7 separate regions of the Mus musculus genome follow, and regions 1, 2, 3, 4, 6 and 7 are each linked to region 5. The links are chromatin contacts, called in public HiCAR-type, HiChIP or PLAC-seq and promoter capture Hi-C maps. All regions are on one chromosome and are shown on one strand. The core of a region is the stretch at or near the end of the contact, and the rest is flanking DNA. Distances in the headings are between cores, read along the strand shown.

Region 1 (2,700 bases), core at 120-2,619, 880 kb after region 5:
ACACCCGGTGCCTATACCCATATGCAGACACACACAACTGTACCCTGTGTTACAAATCCGTATAACGTATACAAGTCTCAGCCAGGGTTACTCTACCAGAAGTAACTCTGTGGAAGTGAGGTTGACTTGCAACGGAAAGTTTCTGCAGAGGATCTGTCTTTTAAGATGGTTCTGTAAATAATTGTTTTCCCAAGGACTGAACGAAGCAGAAATGCAGAAGCAGGGCTTAGCCTTTCTTGTTCTTGACTATGTTAGAGGTGAGGCTTTGGGAATGTAAAGTAGCCTTTCGCCTGTGTTCTGAGTGTACACATCAAAGGTGGTAAATATGGAGCATATAGTTTCCCCTTATGGAGACTAGTGAGAGACTAAAGTAGCAATACATTCAAAGTGAAACTTGGTGAACCAATGAGTTTATTGGGGTTAGTATGGAGTGGGGGTGAGGCATTACAGAAACAGGGACAACTCAAAAGTGCTGGAAGCCAAAGTCCGTCCACCCCACATGAGCAACCTGGAGATCACTGAATTATTTGTAGGAAGCTCAAGAGGTATGAGTCTTCAATGTTCTTTAAGGGGCTGGCCCCTGGGAGTTTGACCATGTTCCAATGACTATATGGGCAACACAAATTGGATTTATAGGTTTTGCTTGTTTTTGGTGTGTGTGTGTGTGGGAGGAGTGCACAAAGGTGGGAAGAATGGGAAGCGAACATGATCAGGGAACATTATGCAAAATTCCCAAATACGTAATAAAAATATTATGTTGGGAAAAGTTATTTTCCCTCAGAGAGGGAGGGAGGGAGGGAGGAAGGGAGGGAGGGAGGGGGGGAGAGAGAAAGAGAGAGAGAGAGAGAGAGAGAGAGAGAGAGAGAGGTCTTCCAGGCTGCTTACTACTTATTTAACCTTAGGGATGGAGGGGCTTTGTGGATTAGTCAATTTCAGGAACTTCCTGAGTTGTTTTTCCCCAGTCAATTTCAGGAACTTCCTGAGTTGTTTTTCCTCAGTCTTAAGAAACAACCACATAGGGGCTGGAGAGATGGCTCAGTGGTTTGGAAGAGCACTGACTGCTCTTCTAAAGGTCCTGAGTTCAAATCCCAGCAACCACATGGTGGCTCACAACCATCTGTAATAGAATCTGATGCCCTGTTCTTCTGGTGTGTGTGAAGACAGCTACAGGGTACTCATCATATAAATAAAATCTTTTTTTTTTAAAGAAATATTCCTTTACAGTTGGTTCTCAGCCTTCCTAATGTTGCGATCACACAGGTGTGGTGACCCACAACCATAAAGTTATTTTTGTTGCTAGCTCATAAGTGTAATTGGCCACTGTTATGAATCATAGTGTAAATATTTTTGGAGATAGAGGTTTGCCGAAGGGTTTGTGCTTCCCCTTCTTGAGCTTTAAGAAGCTTCCTTCCTCCAGAGTGGAATGTTTAACTCAGAAGAAACTGCTCCACAAAAGCAGAAGACTGGCTGTTCACCTATGGTCAGGATGGGTTAAGAGGAGAGGGAGGGAGCCAGAAGGAGGGTGTGAGTGAATGTCTGCTCTCTCGGCCTTTCTCTTTTTCCCCCTTGAATTCCACTTGGACCCTTGCCTGTGTGATGGCACTAATTTTAAGATTTTCTCTCCTTGGTAAATCATGTCTGGAAACAGCCCTTAGACACAAAGTAGAAGTGTGTCTGACTCACAGACACTTCTCAGTCTAGTCAGGCTGACGATCAAGGTTAACCATTGCCCTAACTTAGGTCAGTTTGTGACATGCTATAAAATATACAAGGAGTGCATGTATGATTACAGTTACTAGACATTCTGTCATAGTTATGGCTGCAGGGCTCCTTTCATCTCAGAGAGTCTGTCCTGGCTAGTTTTATGTCAACTTGACACAAAGTAGTTATCTAACAGGAGGGAGCTTCTGTAAGATCAGGCTAGAAGCAAGCCTGCCGGGCATTTTCTTAATTGGTGATTGATGAGGCGAGCCCAGCCCATTGTGGGTGATTCCATCCCTGGGATGGTGGTCCTGGGTTCTATAAGAAAGTAGACTGAACAAGCCATGAGGAGCAAGCCAGTAAGCAGCATCCCTCCATGGTCTCCAGGTCCAGTCCTGTTTGAGTTCCTGTCCTGACTTCCTTTCAGTGATCAACAGTGCTGTGGAAGTGTAAGCCAAACAAACCCTTTCCTCCCCAGTTTGCTTTTGGTCATGGTGTGTCATCACAGCAATAGTAACTGTAACTAAGACAGAGTTGCATCAGAGTCCTACTCTGTGGCCTTCTGGCTGCTGTGGCTGTTGCCTAGCAGATTGTTTAAGATCTGTATGTCTTAGTTTGGTCCTATCCGAAGCTGACTCTGATACAGGAATATGGGTACAAGTAATGTCTTTATGTAGCAGTCCTGAGGAACACTGAAAGAACAGAGAGCCAAGAGAGCAAAAAGAAAGCAGACAATAAAAAGTACACAAATGGGCCTGGAGAGATGGCTCAGAGGTTGAGAGCACTGACTGCTCTTCCAGAGGTCCTGAGTTCAAATCCCAGCAACCACACGGTGGCTCACAACCATCTATAATGAAATCTGGTGCCCTCTTCTGACATGCAGGCAGAACACTATGTGTAAAATAAGTAAGTGTTTTTAAAAATACACAATTGAGCGACTGGGAAGACGGTTCAGCAAGCCAGAGCGCGCCCTGCTTTTGCAGGGGAGCTGGATTTAGA
Region 2 (2,703 bases), core at 51-2,550, 890 kb before region 5:
CCAAGTCTCATTGTTTCATATACACACATTCTGTAGATTGTTTTATCCTTCTCATGGGCTTCGGAAGGAATATTTCTCCTGAGTCCTTGCTCCAAACAGCCAACAGCTTACTAGATATTGCCAAATGGGTGTACAGGGAGTACCTCAAACACAGCACAGGCAACGTGGAAATCATTATCTCCCTAAGTCTTATGTATCTCTCCTCCAGGATGGTCTCCTCTGCCAGCACTGCCCATTACATATTTATCTCGTTTTCAGGCCGGGGACTTCAAAGCCAACTTGAGTCTTGCCACTGACATACTTCACATCTAATTGGTTTCAACTCAGATGGCAGAATGTTTCTCAATATATCGTCAATACATTCCTTTCTTATAGCTTAGGTACTTAGGGGTCTCAGCATCCTTCTCTTAGGCTATTGGATCTGCCTGCCAGTGTGCTCCTTACTTCTCCCTACTTGTCTTTCACATCCATTGCTATTGAAGTTCATGTCTGAAAGCTGATAACTGTTATCATATCCTGTTCGAAGTTCTTCCATAGCTGCCTTCTGTATAAGTCTGAACACGTAGTATAGTTTATGAAAACCCCATGGTATGGCCCAAATATTTCACCTCAAGTTTATCCACAGCTTGCTATTATCTATGAACCTTAAAGTGTAACAACTCACGACAGCAGTTTCTTCACAACAGTGCTTACCGAGGAACACCCACTCTGGCTTCTTTTCTATCTGTGGTTTCAGTCATCTATCTATGTTTGAAGATACCCTACCCTTCCTGCATGCCGTTTACACTCACAGTTTTGGCTTCACAACGTATTCCCTATCGTTTTTTATTTATAATTCTATTAAAACATACTACAGAGTAGTTTCAAACTGGTTCTGTGTATATTTTCTCCAAAAGGAACGTCTCTTGGACACATTGAGTATTTCTTGTTCTTTAGGAGCTTGACCTACGAACGATTAACCTGAAGTGCATCTGTGACTCAGGTAGAAACTTAACAACTTCCAAGTTTATTTACAAATCAGAAGTTCTCTCTGTCTTTTCTAACCACTGAGATCTTAAGCGGTGCCCTTGCAACTGTTGTTTTGCTCTGGAATTAACTCCTGCCCCAAGCAGCCCGTTCTGCTCTGACTTCTTTGCAGAGCCTCCATAGGACACGACTTCAGGCTGCTGGCTATGGCAGTCCAGTGTGGATTTCACTGAGTTCCCGGAAGGAGGTGTCACAAAGCACACGAGAGCACACTGGGACACGAGCGGGGTCCCAGGACATCTGGGACTGATTGTTCCAGTGCGATGCTGAAGCCGAGAGAGCAACTCCTGCCCTGCTTTTGGCCATCTGGGCTTTGGCAACTGCCCCATGGCTTTGCTCAGCAGTTCTTGGGAAATGAGATACGGGCTTGTTTCACAGAAAGAAAAACGTTTATTGACGCAATATCTACTACAGCAGAGGACTTCAAAAGACTCTTCTTTTCCCCTTATATGGGCTCTAGCTAGGTCTATATCTCATTGTCTTAGCAGAAAGAGAGCAATTAGAGACTTACAGTAAAATCCCAGCAGCCTTGCCTCTTCCTGGACAAATTAATGCTAGAAACTCAGTTTTCAGTGTCTCCACATGTAAAATGGGTTCTGGAGTACAGCCTGCTGAAGAGGCCTCTCTATATGCGGATGGAAACCCTTCAAAGCCAGGTTCTTTACATAGTGAAAGAGTAGGAACCTGAAATCTCATCAGCTTAAGTTCAAGCATGTAAAGAAACAGACTGCCTGGCGTCTGCATTGGCTTCCACAAATGTCCCCTAGTTTCTCCTCGTTTCACGGCACTGGTCACCTTGAGGCTACTGAGAAAACATATTCACTCCATTTATCTTGCATTCTTCCTTTTGGAAAGTTAGAGATACATTTTATTAACTCTTGGAGTATACATGATGTTTTGGCCATCTTATCTCTTACCCCTTCTCCTCCTAATCCACCTCTCGTCTTACCCACCTGGCTAACTTTGCATTCTCCATTTTTTAAAGCATTAGAGTCCTGCTAATGGCTACGTAATTTTACATGTATGTCTTTAATTTGTACAGATCATGCATGCTGTCCTAATTCATATGTACAGCTGCTGTAGACAGAGGACACGGTTGCCCTGTAGTCATCCAACCATCCCTGCCCCTTACAGTCTTTCTGCTCCCTCTTCTACAATGGTTCCTAAGCCCTGGGAAAAAGGGAGCATGTGTGGATGTCTCCTTTAGCTGCGCGCCGAGCAGTCACTTACTCAAAAAGGACAAATGGTTTACTCAGGTTCATGTGTTGCCCAAGTGTAAAGTGGGAATATTCCTTACCTTATTCTTAATAGAAAACACTAATATGGCCATATATATGACTCGTTTAAACATTACAGTTCATTATGTCTACCTTTCAGAAAAAGAATCACTATCATTATTGACATGTTATTATGATGTTGACAATAAGTGAACATTTAAGATTTAAGGCTTTCCTGAACCCAACAACTATATATGTTCTCATTAATTAATGCAGAGATGAGAGGGAAGCGTGGTTATTATAGTGTTGCATAACTGCAGGCTAAGGACATTAAGTATGAAAGAGATCTGAGAGTTGGAGTCTTGAGTTGTGAATCTGATTTTAGCATAGAAGCTAGACTTCTGCCTTCAGAAGCCACACTCTAACATTAGACAGACCTGTGGTAGATTCCAGCTTTGCC
Region 3 (2,700 bases), core at 124-2,623, 980 kb after region 5:
ACTTTAAAATTTCCTTCTCAGTTCGGTCATACACACACACACACACACACAAACACACAAAACCCATCTAATTTTTATACTCTATACCCCTGCGTTCGTTACAAATATCGACAAACAGTGGCTACCCTCACACACCTCTTTAGGGTTTTTCTCACCATAGTTCTAAAGAGTCCTTGGAGGCTTTCACCGTCACTCCTGGTTTTAAGAGTGGCTGACCAAGAGAACAAGTCAGAGCTGCCTGGGCTATAGGTCAGCCCTCATCGGCAGCGTAGCTATAATCAGGTGGCCATGCTCCTGCATCCAAGGGTGAATCAGTCTTCATTTCTGAAAACCATCTCAGGAAAACTGTGTGTGCCTACACATATCTACCAAGTGCCTACTTGCTAGGCATAGATATTCATACGTGATTGTTCTTAAGAGACTCGCCTAGGCTCATACACAGAACACATACCATTTTACTATGTCTAGTACACGGAAGCCTCACAGAGGCCTCAGGTCGAGCCCACGAGGCAGGCCATCGGGTCTTGAGTGACTGGCCTGGAGTCACTGCCTTCATCAGAGACTGGACTTGGACCTGACCTGTGTATGATGCCCACGTGCTGCCAGCCTGGTATCATTTGTAGACATTTTTCTAAGACGCAGGATTTTAAAAAATTAGTATCTATATATTTTTTCTTTTTAAAGATAATTTTTAAAAAGATTTATTTATTTATTATATATAAGTATACTGTAGCTGTCTTCAGACACACCAGAAGGAGGCATCAGATCTCATTACAGACAGTTGTGAGCCACCACGTGGTTGCTGGGATTTGAACTCATGACCTCTGGAAGAGCCATCAGGGCTCTTAACCGCTGAGCCATCTCTCCAGCCCTACTATCTATATATTATGCGTGTATATGTGTGGGCACATGGTGCCATGGCACATATATGGAGGTCAGAGATCACCCTGTAGGAGTCAGTTCTCTCCTACCATGTGGGTCCCAGGGATTGAACTCAAGTCTTCAGGCTTGGCAGCAAGCACCTTTACCTGCTGAGCCATCTCAGGGGCCCAAAAAGCAAACTTGTTTTTGTAAGGATAAGAAAGAATTCTTTCTTTTATCAATTATGTGTTCAAAAAAAAAAGTTAGATTTTGAAGAATATCTTTCCTTTACACTGGAAAGCAGTTAAGCCATCTGTGATGAAACTAGGAGGAGGAAAGGCCATGCCACGTCAAGGTCTCTGCTGGCCCTTTTAGCTGAGAGAATGAAAACATCACAGAAAGACAAAGACACTAAAAACTGTAGGAGTTAGGTAATTTAACACGTGGGTCAAACACTGGAGTTATACCTCCAAAGCCCTAGAGGGCGCCAGAGCGCCATTACTCCAACCCTCTCTGGCTCCTTGCATGTAAGAACTCAGTGATAGCCAAGCACAACATGTTCAAAGGTTACTTATGTATGAACTGTAGCACATGAATTAATACATATTAAACATCATCAGTTCCTGGCCCGGGTATTTATTAGTTGCTTCTTTCTCCAAGGCTTATTACTGGAAGGAAGTCCAGAGAGGACAAACAAACACCTGCACTGGGTTGGAATCGAGCCGGAATAGGCAGAAAGTACCTGGGAACAGAGTGTATGTCTTTTCTTTGGCTCTGGGGCTGGAAGGGTAAATGAATCTCTGGTCCGAAGAGCTTGCCTGTATAAACACTTCCTCAAGGTATAATACCCCAGGACCAGGAAAATTAGGCTGTCTACAATAATTCCTTGAGTGGATAGATTGAGGGTTTTCTGCATTGTTTCAAATAAGGAGGAGATGGGTTCTGGTGATAAAATAAAGTAGTCCCTTGGCTGTTCTTCAGTTCTGAGGACCATGTGAATCCCAGGAGAACATCCAGAGAATCATTCACAGAATGAGCCCTCGTGGGCTCTGGCTTCAAACGAAGGCGATTTTGAAAGATGACATCCTGAACTTCATGGAACCCCATGGGACTCAAACGGAACCCCTTTTAAGTTAACACACTTCGCTGTAAAGTCAAGTTTCTAATGAAAACTGTTTCCTTTAACGTTTCTTCGGTAGCGAATGCTTGTGAACTGAACTTGAAAGCTGGAGCAGAAACCATGGTAATGGACTCATCACAGACCGAGGAACTGCTTCCGGGGGCTGCATTTTTGGTAGTCAACAGTGTGTAGATAGAAGATAGGTGTGGTAGTGTGCCTGTGATTCAAGCACCTAGGTCTGCCTGAGGCAGGGAGCTCACAAGGTCTAGGTCAGCATAGGCTATAAAATGAACTTTGCCTTAAAAAACAAAACAACAAAACAACAACAACAAAACATGCCTGGAGTGGCTATTCTACAGTTCCAAATTGTACAGTTGTAGGACAATCCCGGAGCTGGTAAGGTGGCTCAGTGGATAAAGACGCCTTCAATCTGAGTTCAATTCCCCCAGAGAAAACTGCGTATGGGAGCTTGTCCTGTGACTTTGGCATGTGACATAGCCACACAAACACACAAGCGCACACACGTCACATATATGCAGACACACATACACACATGTATACATACCACATGTATGTACATCAACATGCACATACACATATGCACACACCACACATATGCACACACATGTATGCCCACACATATGCACACACACATGTATGCACACACATATGTTCACATACACATCTATATACACACACATTAAATAAGATATAATGAC
Region 4 (2,700 bases), core at 40-2,539, 850 kb after region 5:
TCACGTTGACAGCCATGATGAGTCATCACAGAGCCCATGGGCTGGAGTTATGGGCATCTGTGAGAGGGCTGTGAAGTGAACTCCGGTCCTTTGGAAGATCAGCACACACAGCTGGGCTTAATGACACATGCTTTTAATCCCAGCACTTGGGAGGTAGAGACGGGTGAATCTCTGAGTTTGAGTGAGCCTGGTCTACATAGCAAGTCAGGACAGCCAGGGTAAGTGCCCTTTGTTCAGAGCTGAGAGAAGGGGAGAGAGGGAAGCCTGGTAGGTAGAACAGCCAGGTGCCCTTCATCAGCGGGGAGAAGGGGGGAGTAGAGGACGAGGGAAGGGATAGTTGGATGCTTCCTGGGGAATTTATTCTTTCTGATTGTGAGAACACTGGGGGGAGTTTGAGCAGAGGAGGGAGTGATCTGGCCCACATTTTTAGGATGACTCTGCTGGTCTGTTTTTAGAAACTTGAATCTTATCACTGGGAGCAGAGCTTCCTACTGTGCTGACAGCTTCATAAAGTACTGTAGGTTTATAGCACTTTTTACATTTGAGTGTCTCAGGTTTCTTCAGTATATCAGTTTTGATTCAACCTGAAACATGAACAGGGTGGGTTAGAAGGAGAAACTGTACCATCGTCAGAACTGGCTGTACGGTGCCACAGGCCAACTACTTCTCTTTTGGAATTTATTCCTAAATCTTTATGTCATTGTACTCTGTGGAGATAAAAGAAGGTGTGTGGCCCTGTGGGATGTGTGCTTTACAGAGGGACCCATGAACTAGTGCTGACACAGCGTGATGTAGCTCTGTCCTGGGCTACCCTTCCCAGATTACAGCTGTGCCTGAGTGGATTGCCCAGCTTCCATAATGAAGCTGCCCTGAGACAGGCTCTTGCCTCAGAACTCAGCCTGCTTCTAAAGGGACTGTTTTGAAGAGGAAGAAGTAATTGCTCATAGTCTCTGGGGACTGCCCGGGATCTGCCAGAGCTAATCGGGACAGGTGAGCTCACCCTCCACCCTGCGCCTGGTGTGGTGCTCAGTGTTCATGAACAGAGGCTAATCTGCTAGACGGTCGGTCTGACGTGTTAAATGGGTTTGTGTGAACAGGTTTGTATAATGGAATTAACTAGAAAGGTGACACTGTAGAATATTCAGTCTTACTGGACGGGAAAGGCATGCAAACCTTTTTAGGACCAGGGGCCCACTGCAGCTTTATGGCATGTGTATTAAGGGGGGCACTGAGAACTCCTCTGGTGATGGCACCATTCAGTCAGTGCTTCCCAGAGATATCTCAGTCCCCACAGAGCTTGTCAGGAATGCAGGCGTCACTGAGTAGGTGGGGCTGAGCCAGTCTGCTATGCCCTCATAGCATGACATTGCAGAGCAGAACTTAATCCCCTGTGCTCCTGCAGAGCTTTGAGCTTCTGATTTGTAGTCATGGGGACAAGCCTGGATTTTGATAATTGTCTAATCCTTCCCTGTGCTTTTAATGGGCATTTTGAGTTTAAAGGTTATTGATCTATTGAAATGTTTTTACTTTAGTGACTCCCTAAAGAAACCGTAGCTTACTGTCCACGTGCTCAGGCAAGTATGTAAGAAAATGCAGTAGCTCAGTATTTCAGAAGTCAAGGTCACAACGCTGTTAGTGACTGGAGGACCTTAGCCACAGCCAGTGCTTCACAGGCCTGGGTGTATGTCAAGGTCTCATGATCTTTCTTCTTTTACAATTGTCTGTGGGGGGGGGGGTGTGGAGAGATGACTTGGGAGCTATGAGCACTTCCTGCTCTTCTAGAGGACCCCAGTTTAGTGTCCTACGCCTGTGTCTGGCTGGCTAACAACTGCCTGTCACTCCAGCCCCAGGGAATCTGTGCCACCAGCACCCAAACACACGCGGCATATAATTACACAGACCTGCACATACATAGAAAAATAAATTGCTAAAAGTATCCTTGAGGTTTCTTTAATACAAATTTTGAAGCATTATAGCAAAAACATGTATGGCAAAGCTCGTTTTACCCATTGCTTGGGCATGACAATGACGAAGTCAGAGCTAACCCTGTCTTCTCTATACATCCACCCGCTTGTTCACCCTCTGCACTGTTGGGAAAAGAATTTCAAAGCTCATTTCATTTATGTTCAGTGTATATTACAAAGAACAAAGGACTGCATTGTTTTTAATAAGCATAGCATGAAAACATCATACTTTTCAAATTCACACTACTACTTTTTGTTTGTTGAGACAGGGTCTTCCTTTGTAGCATGTGTCCTGGAATTTTCTATGAGGACCAGACTGACCTCATAGAGATCTACCTACCTCTACCTCCCAAGTCCTAGGATTGCAGACCTGTGTTATGCCTGTTCACACTGCTTCTTTGATATCTAATTAGTATTTCAAATTCCCCAGGATTTGGTTTGCCTTGGAGTGGAGGGAAGTTGTTTTGCTTGTGTGTGTGTCTCTGTGTGTGTCTGTTTTGAGACAGGGTTTCACCCTGTACCCAGGCTGGCTACTTAATTGCTAGAGTTATAGGAGTACACCCCCAATTCTTGACTCGCTTTTATAAGAATTCTTTTTTTAAATTTATTGTTAATAAAGATTGAGTAGCATTTTTGCCATTTCTTGATGGATTTTTAAGTGTAGACTCACACTTTTTCTTGAAGAAATCAAGCTCTTTGCTAATTGTTTCCCACAGTGGAGTTTGGCCACGCCCCC
Region 5 (2,700 bases), core at 180-2,679:
ACTTACATATGATAAATAAATAAATCTAAATAAAAAAAATATTTAAAAAAAGACAGCAGGGAAGGAGGCAAAGGGGTAACCAAGTTATAAAACCATAAAACACCTTAAAAACATAAGGAAATAGGAACAAAATCTATCCATGTATACCTGTCATTCATCGCCTTAAATCTGTAGCTTAAAGCGCATACACAAGCATTTTAGTGATTTGCCCTATCAGGATGGAAACTCCTCTTGATGAAGACCCTAGCAACCGTCAGCAATGGTTACCTAGACAATCTGTCATATGGCCTCACCCCTTTCCAATGTTCCTTAAACCCCCATGCCATGTCACTTTTTGACAATACAATACATACATAGCACCTCCCTACAAAACTCCTGCACGTAGAGAATACTGATAGCCTCAATCGCTGCACTTCCCTCCCGTCTCTCCCTGTACAGCCGGGGCACAATTCATCCCCTGAACCTGGACAGCCCTGCCCTGCCTGATTTACCTGACCTCATTTTTCCAAACCCAATAAAACAGTCTGACTGTGCTTCTCTATAACTCAACCAAGCTAATCAGAGAAGTACGATTTTCCAGTCCTGCACATTTGGGGAGCCCCCAAAGTCAGGAATCGATCTTAACTTGTGTAGCCACCTGGACTGCCTGACTAAGTGCCAGGGCAAATAAATACACAGGGGACACAGGCACAGTTGGCTGTAAAAGAGGGGTGGGGCAGAAAACACGCCAGTGTACAAATGCTGTTCCTAACCAGTGGGTGACAGCCCAAAGCAAAGTTTAAAGGGGATGTGTGTGAAGTTATTTAGGTCGCTTCCAGCACCTGGCAGACAGAGGCTTTAATTTCAAAACAGTCTGTCAATGGGGGCATCCAGCCTTATTTAGCACCCAATCTTGGGCAAACTGGATCTGATCGCGGGGACTGGCTTTTCCTTCCTAACTAGAGCTTTTTGCTCCACGCAGTTTAGGATTTTAAAAAGTTCTTCAAATGTTCTTCCCGCTTATTTTAGTGAAAAAATACAAGCGCGGGAGTCTAAGCCCCAAATGCTTACTATCTGAGCAAACCACTCAGTCTCAATTCACAGATCTCTAGGATGAAGATGCCCCCCCACCCCCCAGACCCTGCCAGCAAGAGTTCCTAACTTATTACCCAGGGCCCCCAATACCGACTGCTCCCTGCTACTTTCCACTCCTGCCCCGCCGGGCAGTGCCGGCTCCCAGAACACATCCGCTCTCTGCACCCCACGGCGCCTGCTCACCGGCTTCTCGCCGTCCATCTTCCCCGAAGGGCTGCTAGCCTTCTCCTGCGACATGGAAGGACCACAGAGAGACAAAACCCGTGAGCTGCACCGCAGAGAAGACCCCAAGCCGGCGGTGTAGACCTACAATTCCGCACTGCGCGTGCGCCACGTGGCCACAGGCGGAACCAGCTAACCAGCTGATGCAACGGGACTCCTGGCCCCGCCCTACCTGGACACGAGGCCAATGGGCTACGCGGAGAGGCGGGTCCTCCCTTTCCTTGGCCAATAGAATAGCCGAGAATGACGAACCCTTCAAGAAATCCCATTAGTTCCAGACTGTGTAGTGAGGCGCGCAAGCGCACTCTTCCCCTTCTGACTGTAGCTTGCATGGCCTTAGCGGCCACCGTAGTGAACTTGAGCTGCTTGGACTGAGTTTCCCGGAATTGCTGGATATGGTCTCTGGCGCTCTGGTTTATCTCAGATGCGCTCTACCTGGAACGTTGGCTGATAATCTGAAGCGATGACTCAGCCTTCCTCATGAGAATAGGACCGATTTGCTGTTTGAGGGACAAGCGCCATTGATCAAAGCTTTCTCAGTGTCTCACGGAGTTTTCCCATAGACGGCACAGAGATAAAATTAACTTTTTACTTGAAGGAATAAACTCCACACAAAAGTCATTGATATCACGGGAGCTCGAGATTAGATTTTTACTACTTAAGCAAAATGCTTAGCAGAAAGTTCTAGTTGGCCTGCTTATCCTAATAGCAGCTGCCAGTTTTTGGGTTGTTCTGTGTTTTTTCTTTGCTTCACTGTGCAGCCAGGGATAGCCTCGAACTTGCAATTTAGATCTGGCTAATCTGGGAGCCTTCTGCAATAGCCACCCAAATTAGAGGATTACAGGCGTTTGCAACCATGTCCACCCAATGTCCACACCACCACCAACCTACACACACACACACACACCAGCCGAGTAGAATTGAGACAGGGTCTCACTGTATGTATAGCCCGGCTGTCCTGGAACTCGCTGAGATCCACTTGAATGTGACAAATGCCTCCTGGGTGACTCTTCAAGGAGCAGGTTCCCATTTCCAAGGAACATATTGTCCAGGGAAACAATACATTTCACAACGGCCTCAAAAAACATGAACTATCTTGGAGTAACTCAAACAAGACAAGTGAAAGATTGTACAAGAAAAACTTTAAGACAATGAAGAAAGAAATTGAGAAAATTTCAGAAAACATAAAAATCCCCCCATGTTCATAGATAAATACAGTAAAAATGGCCATTCTACCATTCTACCACAGGCAATCTACAAAGTCAAAGCAATTGCCACCAAACTTCCAACACAATTCTTTACAGAACGTAGAATGTTAAGTTTTAGATACACACACACACACACACACACACACACACACCACAAAATCACGATGGCTAAAACAATCCTGAAAAAAAATGTTGA
Region 6 (2,700 bases), core at 135-2,634, 840 kb before region 5:
TACTAGAGTTGTAATAATGCTTTATTTTTGTAAACCTTCATATTTTTGTAAATCTTTATTTTTGTAAATCTTTATTTTTGTAAATCTTCATAAATTAGAAAAGAAATTTTTTTCGTCCCTCTTTGAGAGGTTGTCAACCTGACTGGATGCTTAATATTAACATACAGTCCAGCTGTGGACCTTTCTCTTCTGTGGAAAGTGCTCACAGAGCTCTTGACTTGGGCTTTCCTTAAAATGGGAAGTCCTACCCTTTCTGGCCAGTGAGCTGCATCTTGTCAAGGCACTGTCAGTACTTACAGGTGGAAGCAGAAGTCCCAGTCGGCGTCATTGCTAACAGTTGGAATGCAGATGGGGTTGGCTTGCATCTTCCTACCAAGAGTCACGTGTGAGGTAAGCTTTGGGGGAAAGGGCTTAGACATCTGTTCTAATTGCCCTCCGGTGGATGCTACTGACTTTAAATTAAAAGTGCTAAATATAAATCTACAAACGGACTATGCAGACCCATGTTTAGAGACTCCTAAGAAAAACTGAAGGTGCTTATCAGGGTTAGATTTAGTTTCCCTAACTTCTACTCTAGATTACATCTCCAAAGTTCTTTTAAAAGCATTTCTTAAACCACACACCTTTTACCTCTACTGGATCATCCAAACTATGGCGACCTATTCAACCCAAATATTGTTTGGCTGCGCTAAGGAAAAGCCAAATAAAAAATTTCTTTTCCAGGAGTCATGTCACTATTTAATCGGAAGTTCTAGTTAAGAGGCTAAAACTACTTAGGCTGCTACTGTCAGCTGTTGACTAAGTGACCCCGTGGGAAGATGCGGGATGTGGTTAATAATTTGTGGAATGTATTTCTCTATATTATCCCTAACCCTTAAATGCACACCTTACTGATTAATAACACCATCCAAGTCGTACCCTGAAGAATACTGTGGTAACTTTCCTTGATCCAGGCTCCAGAACACCCAACTTTGGGGGGGAAAAAGGGTGGGGTGGGGATAGGGGGTGGACAGAAGGGCTAACTTCCCTTTTCTAAGTCCTACTTTTTTCACATTCTGAACTCTCAAAGCCCCACACACAGTTCCCACGCAGTTGCACTGGATCCTGGATGGACTAGGACACCACACTTGGCCCCCCTCTAGGACAAATCTCTCGATGCTCATCCCTGGCATTTCTATTGTTGCTTCCTAACTGTGGACGCCCCTGGAGCTCGGCTACCATCTTCCCTGCCTGCGTTCTGGGCCCCTGCTCCAGAAGCTGGTGAGCTCTTCTGGCTCACTGACACAGAAACACCTTCCCAGCCTGCTCACCGGGCCAGGCAGTTCAGACCTCTGCTACCTCGGGCCTGTGCGGGTGCCCGGGCCATGAGGAGTCTCGCTGAAGCTGGGCTTCTGGATCTGGAGACAATGCGTTGCCATGGGAATGGAACACTGCCTTAAGGTTGATGCAGGGAGCACCAAAAGGAGGCACTTTCGGCCAGCCAAGGCAAACCCTGGCGTTCATCCTTACTGCTGCTGAGTGGTCTTGCAGTGCCTTGTCGCACAAGGACATTATTTCTTGAAGATGAAGGAAGATCCCGTGGAAGAAAGGAAGGAGCTGCAGGCTTCAGGGGCCTGATGGTTTTAAAACTGCCATGTCTATGCGAGTTTTCAGCAATGATTGGCTAGCCAGTCCTCCCCTTTCCTGAAGCAACGTTCATTCTCCAGGTGTTCTAGGGTCACGGTCAGTGTTACCTCCTTGGGTAAGGGTTAGAGTCACGCTTGTTGAAGAAAACAGTACAGGGAGATTCAGGAATGGGCCAATACATGTCCAATGGTTAAGATTTCAGGGAGAAAGGCACATGTGGCAAACACCACACGCAGGTTTGTACCACAAGGTCACAGAGCACACAAGAGCACACTCGCTGTGGCACACATTTGAAAGTGATATAATGAATCATACTATGCACTAGGCTCTTAACAACTGAGCAGGTAAGTCCCTCCTGTTTTAAAAAGAACGCCTGTGGAGAAAAGCAATTCACAGTTATTTTGTATGCTTTGCATTTGTTCTTACGTATCTGGAGTGGAAATTCATCACTGACTCTAGAATGTCAAGAAAGCCTTTCGAGGCAGGAGGATTTAACTGAGTTTGCTTTCGTATGTGATAAACGCTGATGGTCTGTCAATCAAGGGTTAACTCTGTACCCTAAAGTGCCTACGTCTGGAAAGATCCCAGCCTGTCTTTTTCTCTGGTTTCTAAGAGAAGCTTCAGCATGAAATGATGGCCAGAGTGATAAACGTGGTTTCAGGATGGGAGGGTTGCCGTTTTGACTCCTAGGTTTGGTGTAGGTCCCATCCAGTGGGTATCCGTTGCTTTGACTACACTATAAGTGTACATGTACCCTTTGCTCTCTAAAGCTTCTTTGGTTCTAGGATTCTATGAAGATTTTTGTGACCCCATGACTGATATTTAACATTTTAAAAGAAGAGTCTATTTTTATATTATCTAAGACTCATTTCCCTTAATAAAGTCAGACACCATCAAGTCAAAATCTTAAACCTGTGAAGGGAAAGTTTCTTTATTCCAAATACTTGTTTTTGCCGATCATTGTGACTGTTAGTGTGGTACCAGAATTGACACTAAATTCCCCTTCCTAAAGGTGATGATGAGTCTGCCTCCATTTAACTAGCCCTGAACAGAAAAGAAGCAAGTTGCTTTCAT
Region 7 (2,700 bases), core at 123-2,622, 950 kb after region 5:
TGAGGATTCTTGCAGTCTACGATAGTCTTTGTTTTTATTTTATGTCTTTGAGGCTCCTGAGTGAATGTATGTGCACCTTGTGCCTGCAAAGGCCAGTGGGCATTGCTTCCCCTTGGAAATTGGAGTTGTAGGTGGCTAGGAGGCACCTGATGTGGGTACTGGGAATTGAACTCTGGTCCTCTGCATGAGCATCATGTACTCTCAACGCACTGAGCTCCTGTCAAGGATATTCTTTACTGTTGATGATGCAAGTAAAATTGTTTCTGTGGCCGTCTGAACAGTAACATATTCCAGGGTGCCACAGACCACTAGCTCTTCCTGGATAATAGCAGTGTTCTGTGCTATCTAGTGAGAAATTAATACTTAAAATAATACTTAAAATGTAGCTTGTAAAACTGAGGAGCTGAAAATTTTAGTACATTTTTAAATTTATATTGCTCCATGTTACTGGATTCAGTAATTCTGCTTAAGGTTGATTCTCTTAAGTGTTCCAAAACGTCAGCCTTAAGAGTCTTTACACTGACTAAAGGTGCTTGTGGTTAATTTTCAACATGCTCTAGTTTAGAAAAGTACTTTGGTTTTTTTTTTTTTTCCCCTAAATTGCAAATAGAGTTGTCATTGGTGATTATTTGGAAATACAATTAAACTTGTTACATATAATCTGAAAGATACTAAAGTTATTGATACTACTATCTGATACTAATTTTTTAAAGGAAAATAAATGATTTTAATGGAAAATGCTTAGTTTAATTAAATTTTTGTCTCAAAAAGAAGTGTTTATAGATGCCAAACTTAAGAACTGTGAAAATAATGCTGGACAGTGGTGTACAACCTTTACTCCTCTGCCCCTGGGAGGCAGGCAGAGTCTGGGTTCTAGGCCAGCCTGGTAGCTGATGATTTCCTGGACAGAAAGGGCTACGTAGAGAAACCCTGTCTTCAAAACAGAACAAAAAAATGTGAAAATGTTTTATTAATCCACACAAATTTTGCTATATACTCTGTCTTTGTGGCAGTTTCAGGATTAGCTTATAATCAGAGCCATGTTTTCCTTCTGTCTGTTGAAGATTGGTATTTGTAGGGACTTGACTTTTCTGCTTTTATAGTGTAAAGGGGTTTTATTTTTTATTTTTTATTTATTTTATTTTATTTTATTTTATTTTATTTTTTAGTATTGACTATTGGACCTGGAGCCTTGTGATGTTTTTATACTGTAGAACAACAGTCTTTTACCATGTAGGCCGTGTGCTTCCACACTTGAGCGCCTCCTGCCTCTCTACCTGGTGCACGTTTGCCCCTCCACATTCTGCTTTACTGAGTGCTTCTTGACAGCAGCCAGAGCTTCATTTCCCTTGTAGATCAAGGGTGACTGTGGCTTGAAGATTACTTTCAGTTTAGACTTTTGAGTGACTGCTGTGTCTGAGAATGTGTGGGCTGCCTAGATGTTCCCCAAATGTCTGGACTCCATGATCTAGTGTGGAAGGGGCAAGAATAAAAGTTCTGTTGCTTATCTAAGACTGTGTGTGTACAATTTGTTGCTGTTGTAATTTAGCAAATAATACCCACCATTCCTAACTTTTGGAATGTTTTTATTTAGGTGAGACGTGGAATCCATTAAAATTGCATTATCAATTAAGAAACGTACGGGAACGATTAGCTAAAAACCTGGTAGAAAAGGGTGTACTGACGACAGAGAAACAGAACTTCCTCCTGTTTGACATGACGACACATCCTCTCACCAATAACAACATTAAGCAGCGTCTCATCAAGAAGGTACAAGAAGCTGTTCTTGACAAATGGGTAAATGACCCTCACCGAATGGACAAGCGCTTGCTGGCCCTCATTTACCTAGCCCATGCCTCGGATGTTTTGGAAAATGCGTTTGCTCCTCTTCTGGACGAGCAGTATGATCTAGCCACCAAGAGAGTACGGCAGCTCCTTGACTTAGACCCAGAAGTGGAGTGTCTGAAGGCCAACACCAACGAAGTTCTCTGGGCTGTGGTAGCTGCGTTTACCAAGTAACTGTCAGAATTCAATGTTTCCTTTTTCTCATGTGAACCAGTAGTTTTTCTTCTATTGACTCTGGTTTTCTGCAGTTTGTACTTTCCCACACTAATAATTGGCTTTTGTTCTACAAAATGGTGGGTGGATATTTCTTTTTGTATGTACGCAGGATTCTGCTGGTACGAGAGGCCTTCCTCTTTCTGTTTGTAACCAACCTTCTCGCCATATTGGCACCCTACCCCCTGTTGCCACTCTCACTGTTCCTGTTTTGGGTTTCTGGTGTACTGTGACCTTCAGAGTACCTCCAGCCCCCACCTCATGCACAGCGTTCTATTACCTCAGCTTGAGTCTCCCACATGTGCTTATTCACCTGGCCTTCTGCCTGCAGTTCAGACAAGTCACAGCCAGGCCTTCAACTCACCAAAGGCAAACATCTGTATCTATTAGGACGTTTTATACACAAACCTCAGTTGAGATGTATACTTAGCAAAATTATTTTTCAATTGAAACAGCACAGTAAATACATAATATAAAATGCCCCTTGAATTTTTGCTTCCTTTGTAAATCTGTTGTGTGATTACAGTTGTTATAATTTTAGCTGTTCAATCATAATGGTCCAATTGTTTCACAAAGCCAGTTTGGGATGGGCTGCATTCCACTAATGCTGTATATAGTTTGAATTATATATGAATCGCCCCT

What was found. Promoter capture Hi-C pulls out the DNA fragments that hold promoters and counts their contacts. HiCAR-type assays count read pairs that join an accessible place to other places. HiChIP or PLAC-seq counts read pairs in DNA pulled down with a chosen protein or histone mark.
Region 1: a contact with region 5 is called in a promoter capture Hi-C map of the C10 cell line, with 5 times the contacts expected there. The contact joins the enhancer-like site here to the promoter of Tars in region 5. A contact is called at or near these places in 7 of 39 promoter capture datasets (the 3T3-L1 cell line, the C10 cell line, cranial neural crest and 3 more), 4 of 484 Hi-C or Micro-C datasets (the N1E-115 cell line, cortical neurons, palatal mesenchyme and 1 more) and 4 of 115 datasets of contacts at active chromatin or transcription factors (astrocytes, embryonic stem cells, large pre-B cells and 1 more).
Region 2: a contact with region 5 is called in a promoter capture Hi-C map of cranial neural crest. The contact joins the enhancer-like site here to the promoter of Tars in region 5. A contact is called at or near these places in 3 of 39 promoter capture datasets (the 3T3-L1 cell line, the HPC-7 cell line and cranial neural crest), 1 of 15 datasets of contacts at CTCF or cohesin (stem cell-derived epiblast-like cells), 4 of 484 Hi-C or Micro-C datasets (embryonic stem cells, neural progenitor cells and palatal mesenchyme) and 6 of 115 datasets of contacts at active chromatin or transcription factors (bone marrow-derived macrophages, embryonic hindbrain, embryonic limb bud and 2 more).
Region 3: a contact with region 5 is called in a promoter capture Hi-C map of pre-B cells, with 3 times the contacts expected there. The contact joins the enhancer-like site here to the promoter of Tars in region 5. A contact is called at or near these places in 4 of 39 promoter capture datasets (the 3T3-L1 cell line, the C10 cell line, liver and 1 more), 2 of 484 Hi-C or Micro-C datasets (CD4 T cells and liver), 3 of 115 datasets of contacts at active chromatin or transcription factors (astrocytes, double positive thymocytes and pancreatic cancer cells) and 2 of 9 other capture datasets (adipose tissue and liver).
Region 4: a contact with region 5 is called in an H3K27ac HiChIP or PLAC-seq map of embryonic stem cells, with 2.7 times the contacts expected there. The contact joins the enhancer-like site here to the promoter of Tars in region 5. A contact is called at or near these places in 3 of 39 promoter capture datasets (the 3T3-L1 cell line and hippocampal neurons), 1 of 484 Hi-C or Micro-C datasets (nephron progenitors), 6 of 115 datasets of contacts at active chromatin or transcription factors (astrocytes, double positive thymocytes, embryonic forebrain and 3 more) and 1 of 9 other capture datasets (liver).
Region 6: a contact with region 5 is called in a promoter capture Hi-C map of embryonic stem cells, with 7 times the contacts expected there. The contact joins the promoter of Ttc23l here to the promoter of Tars in region 5. A contact is called at or near these places in 10 of 39 promoter capture datasets (the 3T3-L1 cell line, 3T3-L1-derived adipocytes, embryonic stem cells and 3 more), 2 of 115 datasets of contacts at active chromatin or transcription factors (bone marrow-derived macrophages and stem cell-derived neural progenitor cells) and 2 of 9 other capture datasets (embryonic stem cells and liver).
Region 7: a HiCAR-type map of astrocytes shows a contact between it and region 5, with 3 times the contacts expected there. The contact joins the enhancer-like site here to the promoter of Tars in region 5. A contact is called at or near these places in 2 of 39 promoter capture datasets (the C10 cell line and hippocampal neurons), 2 of 115 datasets of contacts at active chromatin or transcription factors (astrocytes and embryonic stem cells) and 1 of 9 other capture datasets (adipose tissue).

What each region holds. Positions count from the first base shown.
Region 1 is chr15:12,277,787-12,280,486 of GRCm38.p6, forward strand. No RefSeq gene overlaps it. Among named protein-coding and RNA genes, the nearest start is that of Gm52210, 41 kb to the right of the region's middle. Within about 2 kb of position 1,370, at least 6 of the 459 cell types and tissues checked have an H3K27ac peak or open chromatin away from gene starts, as enhancers often do. A contact at or near this core is called in pancreatic cancer cells, where this site is marked.
Region 2 is chr15:10,505,006-10,507,708 of GRCm38.p6, forward strand. The region is part of intron 11 of Ttc23l (tetratricopeptide repeat domain 23-like); the gene reads right to left. Among named protein-coding and RNA genes, the nearest start is that of Rad1, 20 kb to the left of the region's middle. Within about 2 kb of position 1,301, at least 19 of the 459 cell types and tissues checked have an H3K27ac peak or open chromatin away from gene starts, as enhancers often do.
Region 3 is chr15:12,379,393-12,382,092 of GRCm38.p6, forward strand. The region is part of intron 20 of Pdzd2 (PDZ domain containing 2); the gene reads right to left. Among named protein-coding and RNA genes, the nearest start is that of Golph3, 59 kb to the left of the region's middle. Within about 2 kb of position 1,374, at least 9 of the 459 cell types and tissues checked have an H3K27ac peak or open chromatin away from gene starts, as enhancers often do. A contact at or near this core is called in pre-B cells, where this site is marked.
Region 4 is chr15:12,245,757-12,248,456 of GRCm38.p6, forward strand. The region is part of intron 7 of Mtmr12 (myotubularin related protein 12); the gene reads left to right. Among named protein-coding and RNA genes, the nearest start is that of Mtmr12, 42 kb to the left of the region's middle. Within about 2 kb of position 1,290, at least 81 of the 459 cell types and tissues checked have an H3K27ac peak or open chromatin away from gene starts, as enhancers often do. A contact at or near this core is called in astrocytes, embryonic stem cells and hippocampal neurons, where this site is marked.
Region 5 is chr15:11,398,229-11,400,928 of GRCm38.p6, forward strand. It overlaps Tars (threonyl-tRNA synthetase), which reads right to left and starts at 1,430. Exons shown (of 19, transcript NM_033074.3): 1 at 1,258-1,430. The coding sequence starts at 1,311.
Region 6 is chr15:10,557,285-10,559,984 of GRCm38.p6, forward strand. Ttc23l (tetratricopeptide repeat domain 23-like) reads right to left here and starts at 1,385. Exons shown (of 13, transcript NM_001378877.1): 1 at 1,311-1,385; 2 at 298-369. The coding sequence starts at 1,366.
Region 7 is chr15:12,347,774-12,350,473 of GRCm38.p6, forward strand. It overlaps Golph3 (golgi phosphoprotein 3), which reads left to right. Exons shown (of 4, transcript NM_025673.2): 4 at 1,595-2,700. The coding sequence ends at 2,019. Among named protein-coding and RNA genes, the nearest start is that of Golph3, 28 kb to the left of the region's middle. Within about 2 kb of position 1,373, at least 13 of the 459 cell types and tissues checked have an H3K27ac peak or open chromatin away from gene starts, as enhancers often do.